Linked DNA regions of Mus musculus: region 1 is linked to region 2. The links are chromatin contacts, called in public Micro-C maps. All regions are on one chromosome and are shown on one strand. Each heading gives the region's core, a stretch centred on a gene start, on an enhancer-like site or on the middle of the called end of the contact. The rest is flanking DNA. Distances are from core to core; before and after follow the strand shown.

Evidence for each region. A called contact is a pair of places that touch in the nucleus more often than the background predicts.
Region 1: a Micro-C map of the G1E-ER4 cell line shows a contact between it and region 2. The contact joins the enhancer-like site here to the promoter of Gata2 in region 2. A contact is called at or near these places in 2 of 484 Hi-C or Micro-C datasets (both in the G1E-ER4 cell line), 1 of 115 datasets of contacts at active chromatin or transcription factors (bone marrow-derived macrophages) and 3 of 9 other capture datasets (adipose tissue, embryonic stem cells and pancreatic islet).

What each region holds. Positions count from the first base shown.
Region 1 is chr6:88,761,947-88,766,558 of GRCm38.p6, forward strand. It overlaps Mgll (monoglyceride lipase), which reads left to right. Exons shown (of 8, transcript NM_011844.4): 3 at 2,650-2,756. Among named protein-coding and RNA genes, the nearest start is that of Gm26588, 22 kb to the left of the region's middle. Within about 2 kb of position 2,570, at least 42 of the 459 cell types and tissues checked have an H3K27ac peak or open chromatin away from gene starts, as enhancers often do. A contact at or near this core is called in the G1E-ER4 cell line, where this site is marked.
Region 2 is chr6:88,196,188-88,200,735 of GRCm38.p6, forward strand. Gata2 (GATA binding protein 2) reads left to right here and starts at 2,477. Exons shown (of 6, transcript NM_008090.5): 1 at 2,477-2,694; 2 at 3,330-3,602; 3 at 4,032-4,548. The coding sequence starts at 3,374. It overlaps Gm38708 (a long non-coding RNA gene), which reads right to left and starts at 1,196. Exons shown (of 4, transcript XR_001785312.2): 1 at 431-1,196.

The DNA.
Region 1 (4,612 bases), core at 1,320-3,819, 570 kb after region 2:
GCCTACTCCTCCACTGCGCTTGGGCACTGACATCTCAATTGAGAAGATGACAGGCAGGGCCTCTGTAGTGACAAATGGCGAGGATAAGAAGTACTGGAGGGGCCTCATGAGTCAGAAAGCTCGGGGTGGAGATGGAGAGGTGAAGACAGGGAGGCGAGCAGGAGCCTCGGTAGGTGCAGCTGTGCAGGTGGGAGCACACACTATAAGAATGCACTTAAGTGTGTAAGCCGGCTCAAACCTGGCTAAAAGAGGGAACGGTGGGCTGTCTTCTGAACCGAGTGTCCAGGGACATCCATTAAGAGCTGAGCACCAGCCATGGGGAACGTGTCTATCCCTAGGAGGTGGCCAGACATGAGGCTACCCCAGCTAAGCATTTGGTAGCATGCCCTGATTGACATATCTGAGAACCAGGAAGGAAGCTAAATAAAGGTCGCTAATCAGTAAAGAAGTGGAAGAAGGTCGTGATGTTTCTTCTCAAAAGAGCTTTAAGCAGTGCAGCCTGACTTAACTTTGCTTAGACAGACAGACTTGGACTCAGTGAATACTAACGTGCAGGTGTGTGTGTGTGTGTGTGTGTGTGTGTGTGTGTGTGCGTGTGTGCATGCGCGTGTCCAATGTGCTAACTTGACAGAATGGGGTCCATGCCAGATCTGAAACCCTAAGCTATGGAATGCTCACTTGCTGTAGTGAGTCTGAGCATGCCCACTGGGTGAGTCTGAGCATACCACTGGGTGAGTCTGAGCATGCCTACTGGGACGGGGGGTGGGGGGGTGGGGGGGATAGAACTTCTGTGGAGCTGGCAGGTGTGCAGAACTCATTGACCTTGCTCCCATTATGGGCAGCCCCGCAGTCCGTTTCTTTCCAAGAGGTGACAGCAGCAAGCTCCTGCAGGCTCCACGCCTTTGTGGAGAGAAGCCATAGCTCACCCAGCAGACACTTTGGGAATGCTGTGACTTAAAAGCAGCTGCTCAGAGGAGTCTCGGGGAACCTCTGGGCAACATCTGGGCCATTGACCTGAGCAGGTGCTTCTCAGCCTTGGCTGTGCATGAGCCACGAGGAGCCTCTCCAGCTCCAGACCCGTGGTCTCTGGAGAGGGATCCGCATGCCTGTGGTTTTAGATGCTCCCCAGTGATCCTTAGTTAGGGCTGAGGTTAGAAAAGGCTGCAGTGAAAGGAAATGGCTCAGAACAAGTGTCTTAAGCCTCTGTCACGTATTGATCAGGGGGGTGGATACTATCAGGGTGTCAAGCTGGGCATGACAGTGATAGCTCTACTGCTATTTCTGACCCCAAATGACCACCCATGAAGTCCCCCAGTGTGGCCCATAGCTGTATAATGGAGACAAAACATTTGCAAAATCTAGCCTGACTACTTTTCTGTTAGTGACTATGGGCTGAGTCACCACAGAAGCCCATGGTCCCAAAGATAGGTACCCCCGAGCCAGTCCTTGGGAAGTAAAATCCTTGTGAAGATGGGGGATGTTGGGGTCTGAGGCACACTCCACAGCAGCTGAGAGAAATATGAAGACACCTCTCTACTGATCCCAGGAATATCAAGTCGACAGGTGTCTCTGTCTGTTGATAATCTGGCAGCTGGCATATCCGTGGACCACACAGGTTGGGAAAGCAGGTCTCCCATCTTTAGGAAGGAGCAAGAACACAAATGCTAGAGGTGATGTTGCTTAAAGATTAAAATACAAAGCAGAATGAAACAGATCCGCATTGTCAGCAGCCCGCAGAGCTGAGCTGGGAGGGATTATGGAAAGAACACAGCTTTTGAGTGGGTTGGTTGCTTCCCAGCCTGTGTGTAGGGGCTGGCCTGGGGTGCAAGACTGGGGTAGCTCAGAGGTCTGTGCCTTAGAGCTAAGCTCAGATGACAGAGCTGAGGTCCATGCCTTAGAGCTAAGCTCAGAAGGCAGAGAAGCCAGGAAGCAAACACAGGGCCAATGCTGCCACACCCTGTGGTGAAGGATGGGGTCTGGCCTGGGAGAGGGAGTGGATGAGTTTTGTATTGAGTCTTATGCCAATATGCTGGAGCCCTTTAAGCCAGGAGGTGACACATTCTGACTATCTTACTTGCTGTGAAACTTAGACACTTATCATCTCTGAATTCTACTCTCATCTGTAGAGACAACAACACAAACGATAACAGTAGAGGATTAAAATCCTTTCATATTCTGTTAGCAGGGGGACTGACAGGCAATAAGGGTGGGTGAAATGGTGGCTGAGGCCCTCACCATGTCATAATTATGACAGGAACTCCTCACCCAAAGGGGACTCTCACTCCCCACTATGGGTTTTCTGCTTGAACACTGGGTATTTCGGAACCCAAGTGCCCTGCACTGACACCCAGAAACAAACAGTCCTGAGGAGGGTGGCACCTGCTCGCTGCTAGCTTTCTGCCAGGACCCAGCATAGGTCAGCTCCCATGACCTCTCAGGCACTGGCTTTCCAGAGAGAAGGCCAGGCCTCGGACTCCATCCCATCAACTCTGACTGCATTTTAACTCTAGCCCCCTGACTTACCAACTGGCACTTGGAGCTGGGGGGTTGGGCTCTGACTCATTGCTGGCTTGGTGTGAGCTCCCCAACTGCTCCAGCAGTCTTGTCTGTGGCTTTGTCTTTCCTAACCGCTCCCTTCTTATCCTCCAGGGCCCTCATCTTTGTGTCCCATGGAGCTGGGGAACACTGTGGCCGTTATGATGAGCTGGCTCATATGTTGAAGGGGCTGGACATGCTGGTATTTGCCCATGACCATGGTGAGTACCTCCAGTTGCCACCCAGGCTGGCAGAAAGGCCTTTCATGTTCCCTTTCTTCCTGTCCAATTCTGTTCTCTGGGTTAAAATCTACATGTGGTTATATAAGTAGGACTGTGGGTCTGGCCAGCAGTCACTATCAAACCAGTGTTAGCAGACAGGCTTACTGGAAGCTTGACTGAGAAACCAAAGTTGGGCCTGTTTATCTAGAGCCTGCCTGGGCCAAGGAGTCCTATAGTACATTTATAAAGTTCTAAAGTTCTCTCTCTCTCTTCTCTCTCTCTCTCTCTCTCTCTCTCAAGTGGACACAGTTTTCTCCCAGAGGACTTCAGGTAGATGCAGTAAATCAGACTGTGTTCAATTTTAATCTCAGATGAACCAGCACAAATTTATAAAGCGTCTCGAATATGTTTACACATACATGTATTTACATATACACATGCAAGCACAGTACTGTTATAGATTAGGAGGAACAATTTATTTTGGCTCATGGCCTCAGACATTTTGGCCCATCATGGTGGAACAGAACAGAGCAAGCCAAAGCAGCCAAGAGCAGAGCAAGCCTGCACCAAGGGCCTCCATCCTCCCTTTCTCTTCTGTCAGGCTCCCAGACTAGGGGATGGCACTGCCCACATTTCAGGGGTGTCTTCTCCACTTACTTCATCCTCTACTGAGGTGCCCTTAGACACACCCGGAGTGGTGCTGTAATACACTCTTAGACACGTCTAAAGCCTGTTGAGTTGACAACGAAGATTAACAATCGCAAATGGGTAGGCACATGTAAACACGTCTGCAGAGTGCACACCTATGCCCATATGTGTGTGGGGATGTTGATGTGCAAACACTTATGAGTACACACACATACATGCATTCATATTCACATACACACACATGTGTATACAGGTTATGCGCATACACATATAACAGATAAGCACAGATACCTCCAGGCTAAATTTTTTTTCTCTTTTTTATGTAACATAAACCTTACCAATGGGACTGGGCTCATTTTACAAGTCGGTATGCAAATTCCAGTTCTTCTTGTACTAGGATTTGAACCCAGAGCCTCAAATACGCTGGGCAAACACTCTATGACTGCTCTATCCTCCAACGTGGTATGCAGCCCTTGAGTTATTTTTGTGGTGTTCTTATAACTGAAGTGTCTCCAGATTAGGTTCCCTAAGCCTCTGAAGCTAAGTTCCCAGTCACAGCGTGGTCATTTCCGCACAGCCTAGTGTGGTGCTCTGCCATTCTACCCAGATCCCGAAATGCCACTTGGTGTATCTGATTTGAGTGTAGATAATTAAGTGATGTTGTCAGAAGGAGAGACAGGGAGCCATGGCAGTGGCTTGAGTCTCCAAGGAGAGAGAGCCGAAGTCACACCAGGGAGAAGCTCATGAGAGATGGATAGGCTGCTAGGTGATTTTTGTCCACCAAGATCTGAGAATTTGATTTGCCAGGAGCCCCTTTTAAGCTAGATGTATGCACGTGTCTCGGTAATTGAGATTATTAACTAAATTCTTGCCTATTACAGCTGTGATGCTCTCTGCTGCTCTGCAGTCAGCCCTGGTTATATTTGTGAGACTTATTTGGCAGATAATATTCCAGGGTTATCCCCGAGGCGTTTGCTGTGGGGGACGCTGTCATTATTAAGCCCAACGCTCTGCACACTAGAAAATCCTGAGACAAGAATGTTTTGTCCTGTTGCATCCGTCTCCATTAAAATCCATTGTCGTTGTCGTGGTGTGCTGGCGACCCCTTGAATTGTTGCAGCGAGCACCCTGAATCTCGGGACCTGTCTTACAGCTCAGCGTCAGCCGTCAGCCGGCTGATCAGATAAACTGATAAGCCAGATGAAGTC
Region 2 (4,548 bases), core at 1,227-3,726:
GCAGGGGCTCGGCCCAGCTGGCTGGTTGCTTGCAGTTTCCAGAAGGCAACCTTGGGTCCTCAAAGGACCTGGCAGGACCACCCTCCTCCTCTCCCATGCCCAGTCTGTGGGCAGGCTAGGCTGTTGCGGGTCTCCTGAGGCCCAGGCTCAAGCATAGCTTAACCACCCGGTTAAGCCCTTGTTGCATGGCGATTTTCTGAGCTGCCGAACGGAGTAATTAAATCCCCCTCTGTACTCCGCTCTGCGCCAGCACCGTGAGAAACCCCGGGCTCTCGTTTCGAGTGGGAACCCACCAAGCTTGGCCATTTTCACCTCTATGACAGGCAGGACGCTGCCCGGTCCGCAATGTGGCATGGAAAAGACAACCCCCATCTCGTTCAAACAGGGAGATAATTTTAATTGCGACTTTGGGAGAAAAGAGGGAAATTACCTGCTCCGGGCGAGGGGGAGGGTATCTGCTCGGAGACCCCCGCCTTGACAGCCGCCGCGCCGACTCGGTCAGGGCAGTTTCCTCTGCGCACCGCGTTCTCCTCCTAGAACTCTGCAGGGCCATGGAATTCGGCCGCATGGGGTACCGTTGTCGAAAATGGGGTTATCGCCGGCTTTGAGAGGCCTTTAGAATCTCCTGCTAGGTTCCAGGGACATAGAACAATCTGGAAACTCCACGACGATTTCGCCTTGCTCGTTAATGGAGAATCATGGGCTAAAGGCTGGGAGAAGCCGAGAAAGCCTTCCCGAAAGCGGGTCCTAAGTGAACCGCGCAGTGGGAGCGCGAATCTGGCTGGCACTGAGACCACCCACCTGCCCAGCCGACCCCGAGGCACTGCGGTCTCGCGCCCCTCTAGCCCCTGGATCCCTCTTGCTAGACCTCCCGCCTCGGCTGGGCGCGGACTCCCGAGCCTCCTGGGCCCCTGATGGCTCTGGAGCACAGAGGCGCGGGGAATACAGCGGACAGCAGGACCCCCCCCCCCCCGCGCCAGGGAGCAAGAGGCGCGGGTTTCCGGTCCAGTGGAGTTCTGCACCCCGGGCCCCAGGCCTTTACCTGTTCCAGGGCCTCGGACAGACAGATGGACGCCAGCCGCAGAGGCCAGAGGAGGCCCTGCCGTGCGCGCGCCCCCTCAGCGCTGTCCGCAGAGGACCTGGGAGGGGGTGACGGGGGCGCGCCCGAGAAGCTGAGCCCTCCTGGCTGGGCGCCCCCCGAGCCGAGGGGACCGAGGGCTTTCCACCCTCCTTGGATTATTAAAAAGTTCATTTCCTGGCGAATCGGGTGACGTCAGGGGCCCGGCGTCGCGGTGGCGGGGCCGCCGGGCCGGAGAAGCCGCCTCCAGTTACCCAATTACGGACTGTCAATCCTGCCGCCCCTCCCCCATCCTTGGGGGCGGCGGGGACCCCAGCCTTTCCCCAGCTCGGGACCAACCTGGGACTCCTCTGGAATTATTCTTTAGGGGTTTCGGTCCCTGCAAAGATAGAGGAGCTATGTGGAGGGCTCCAAGCTTGGCCAATCCATCGCACCTGTCTAGATTCCCCTAAAAGTCTTGGACTCACAAGCTTCTTTCTGGACTCTTGGAGTTTAGGTCTCCCATCTATAGCCAGGGAGGGAGCTAGGTTTGTATACTCGCCACTGAACTCACTTGTCTCTCCAGAATGGAGGTGTTGTGGAGAAAAACTCCAGGTGACTTTGGGGAAAAAGTGCTCACAACATTGCTTCCCTCTCCCTAAAGACCGTCTCGGGGACCCTTAGAAAGAAAAAATATATATGGTTAATACCCCGGGAGTCTCCCTTCAGCCGACTCTGGCGCCAGTTTCCCGCTCCACGGCCTCGCCCCAGGCAGTTCAGCCTGGTGGTCTACTAAGGCCCCGCCCGGAGCCCTTCCCCCTCCCTGGGCCACTGGCTTGACCGCGACCATTATTGGTCTAGCACAGCCTCAAGTGTCTTAGTGCTCAAAGTTCGGGTGCCCTAGAGAAGTCCACAATCCCTAGACTCATGTTGTCCAGCGGATCCTACCAGCCTCTTGCACAGCTATCCCTGATAGAAGGACAGAGAGTTTGGGGAGTCAGTTGGATTTGGGCTGGCCGTCGTCCGTAGCAGTGGAGGTGGGGCTCCGCCCGAGAGTAGAAAGCTGTGGTCCCAGCAGAGAGATACCCAGAAGGTGCACGTCTCGGCTCCTGGGAAGTCAGGGACCCTATTCGTGCCTAGTTGCTGGGAGGGCAGAGGTTGGAAGACCTGAGCGTCTGCCGGAGGGGTGCAGGGTCTGCCCACGGCGAAGGTCCCCTGGGGGGGGGGGGCGTTGGCATCAGAGGCCGCAGAGAGGGCGCTGGTAGGGGGCCAGGCAGCCTAGGAGGCCAGCTTGCGGGTCATTCCCGAAGTCCAGCGGCCAAAGCGGCGGGAGCAGCCAATGGGGGGGCGGAGGCTGGGCGGCGCGCGGCGCTGATTGGCTGGCGCCGGCTTCATAGGCGTGCGCGGCCCCCGCTTCACGTCTGTGCAGGAGTCGGCAGCTGGCGCCAGGGCGGCCGGAGGATGCAGAGGGGCCGGAGCCGGGCGGGCCGGAGGCCGAGACGCGCGCTGTCCCCCACCCCTATCCCGTGAATCCGCCGGCCCTGGAACGCGCTGTCGCTGGGCCCGCCGTACCCGGGCTCTCCTGGTGTCTCTTACTCTCTACTGCTGAGCCCTCCCCTTCCCGCGCCGCTGCGAGTGTAAGTTTGAGGTTCAGGGGGCTTGTGGACATTCCTAGGTTGGAGGGATCTCTGTGGAGCTCAGACCAGGATCTCCTGTGGGCGATTACGTTCTTATGCTTTGGGGAGAGGTTGGCTGACTGCTAGAGAGTGCATTGGGGACCGGCTCGCAGCCCCAGGAACTGCGGGTGCGTTTTTTGGGGTGGCCCGGGGTGTTGGGGGTTAGTTTGTGTATATATTGTCAAAGTGTTACGGGGGCGTGGGAGAGCGTGTGCCCCAGAGTGGATGTCTAGGCAACTGTCTCTAACTTTTAGTCAGAGTTTATGTGTTTGTGTGCCCAGAGGACAGGGGCACGGTGTGAGAACCTGATTTCAGTTCCGCGTGCGTTTTGGGGGGGTCACCGATGTCAGGACCTATCCGTGTGTGTGACCTCGTGTATGTGGAGTTGCGTCTGTGGGAACGCGAGTTTCCCTGCAAGTGTATGAGGCTGAACCCCTTCCTTCACCTTCCTTTCGTTTTAAACCTTGCGCTTTCCTTCCACCCGGGACTGGTCCTCAGTGAAGCTCCGATGGAACGTCTTTGCTCTCAAGACACAGACTTTGGGAATGGGGGTGTCAGAAGGCGGCAGTGTCCTTCACATTCCCTCTGTTATCCAGGGCCGCCCCACCTTCGCCTGGTTCCCAAGACACAGTAGTGGACCATGGAGGTGGCGCCTGAGCAGCCTCGCTGGATGGCGCACCCCGCCGTATTGAATGCGCAGCACCCCGACTCGCACCATCCGGGCCTGGCGCATAACTACATGGAGCCAGCACAGCTGCTGCCTCCCGACGAGGTGGATGTCTTCTTCAACCATCTCGACTCGCAGGGCAACCCTTACTACGCCAACCCGGCCCACGCGCGCGCGCGCGTTTCCTACAGCCCGGCGCATGGTGAGCTTTGGCCCCCGAGGTTTCTGGAAGCCTGGCGCCCGGGCCAGGCCTTGGAGGGGGGACGGCCTGTTGCTGCTTCCCGGATGTGGGATCCACAGGAATCTGAGCAGCTGCGAAATCGGGCCTAAGAAGATGGAGGCAGGGACTTCTTAGGGAGGGTCTGGGACCTGTAGGGTTTCGGTCCATTTCCAAGTGTCTTGGCGGGGGTGGGGGTGGGGGAATCCTTCTGGGCCCTGTCCGGTGGGGCTGCTGTGTCACTTGTCCTTCGGCCTTTCACTGACATTGCTGATGATTACAGGCTGAGGTGTTACGTTTCTGATGTTTTAAAGGGTGGGGCTGCTGATGGTAGTTCGCTGAGTTGTGATCCTGTGTGCCCGGGTCATGGCTCTGAAGCCCCTGGTCATCCTCACCCCCTTTCCCTCTGCACAGCCCGTCTCACCGGAGGCCAGATGTGCCGACCACACTTGTTGCACAGCCCAGGCTTGCCGTGGCTGGACGGGGGCAAAGCAGCTCTCTCTGCCGCCGCTGCCCATCACCACAGTCCCTGGACCGTCAGCCCGTTCTCCAAGACCCCGCTGCACCCCTCAGCTGCTGGAGCACCCGGAGGGCCTCTGTCTGTTTACCCAGGGGCTGCGGGTGGGAGCGGGGGAGGCAGTGGGAGCTCCGTGGCCTCCCTCACCCCCACTGCAGCCCACTCGGGCTCCCATCTCTTCGGCTTCCCACCCACGCCACCCAAAGAAGTGTCTCCAGACCCCAGCACAACAGGAGCTGCTTCCCCGGCCTCTTCTTCTGCAGGGGGTAGTGTAGCCCGGGGTGAGGACAAGGATGGCGTCAAGTACCAAGTGTCACTCTCCGAGAGCATGAAGATGGAAGGCGGCAGTCCCCTGCGCCCGGGCCTAGCTACCATGGGCACCCAGCCTGCAACACACCACCCGATACCCACCTA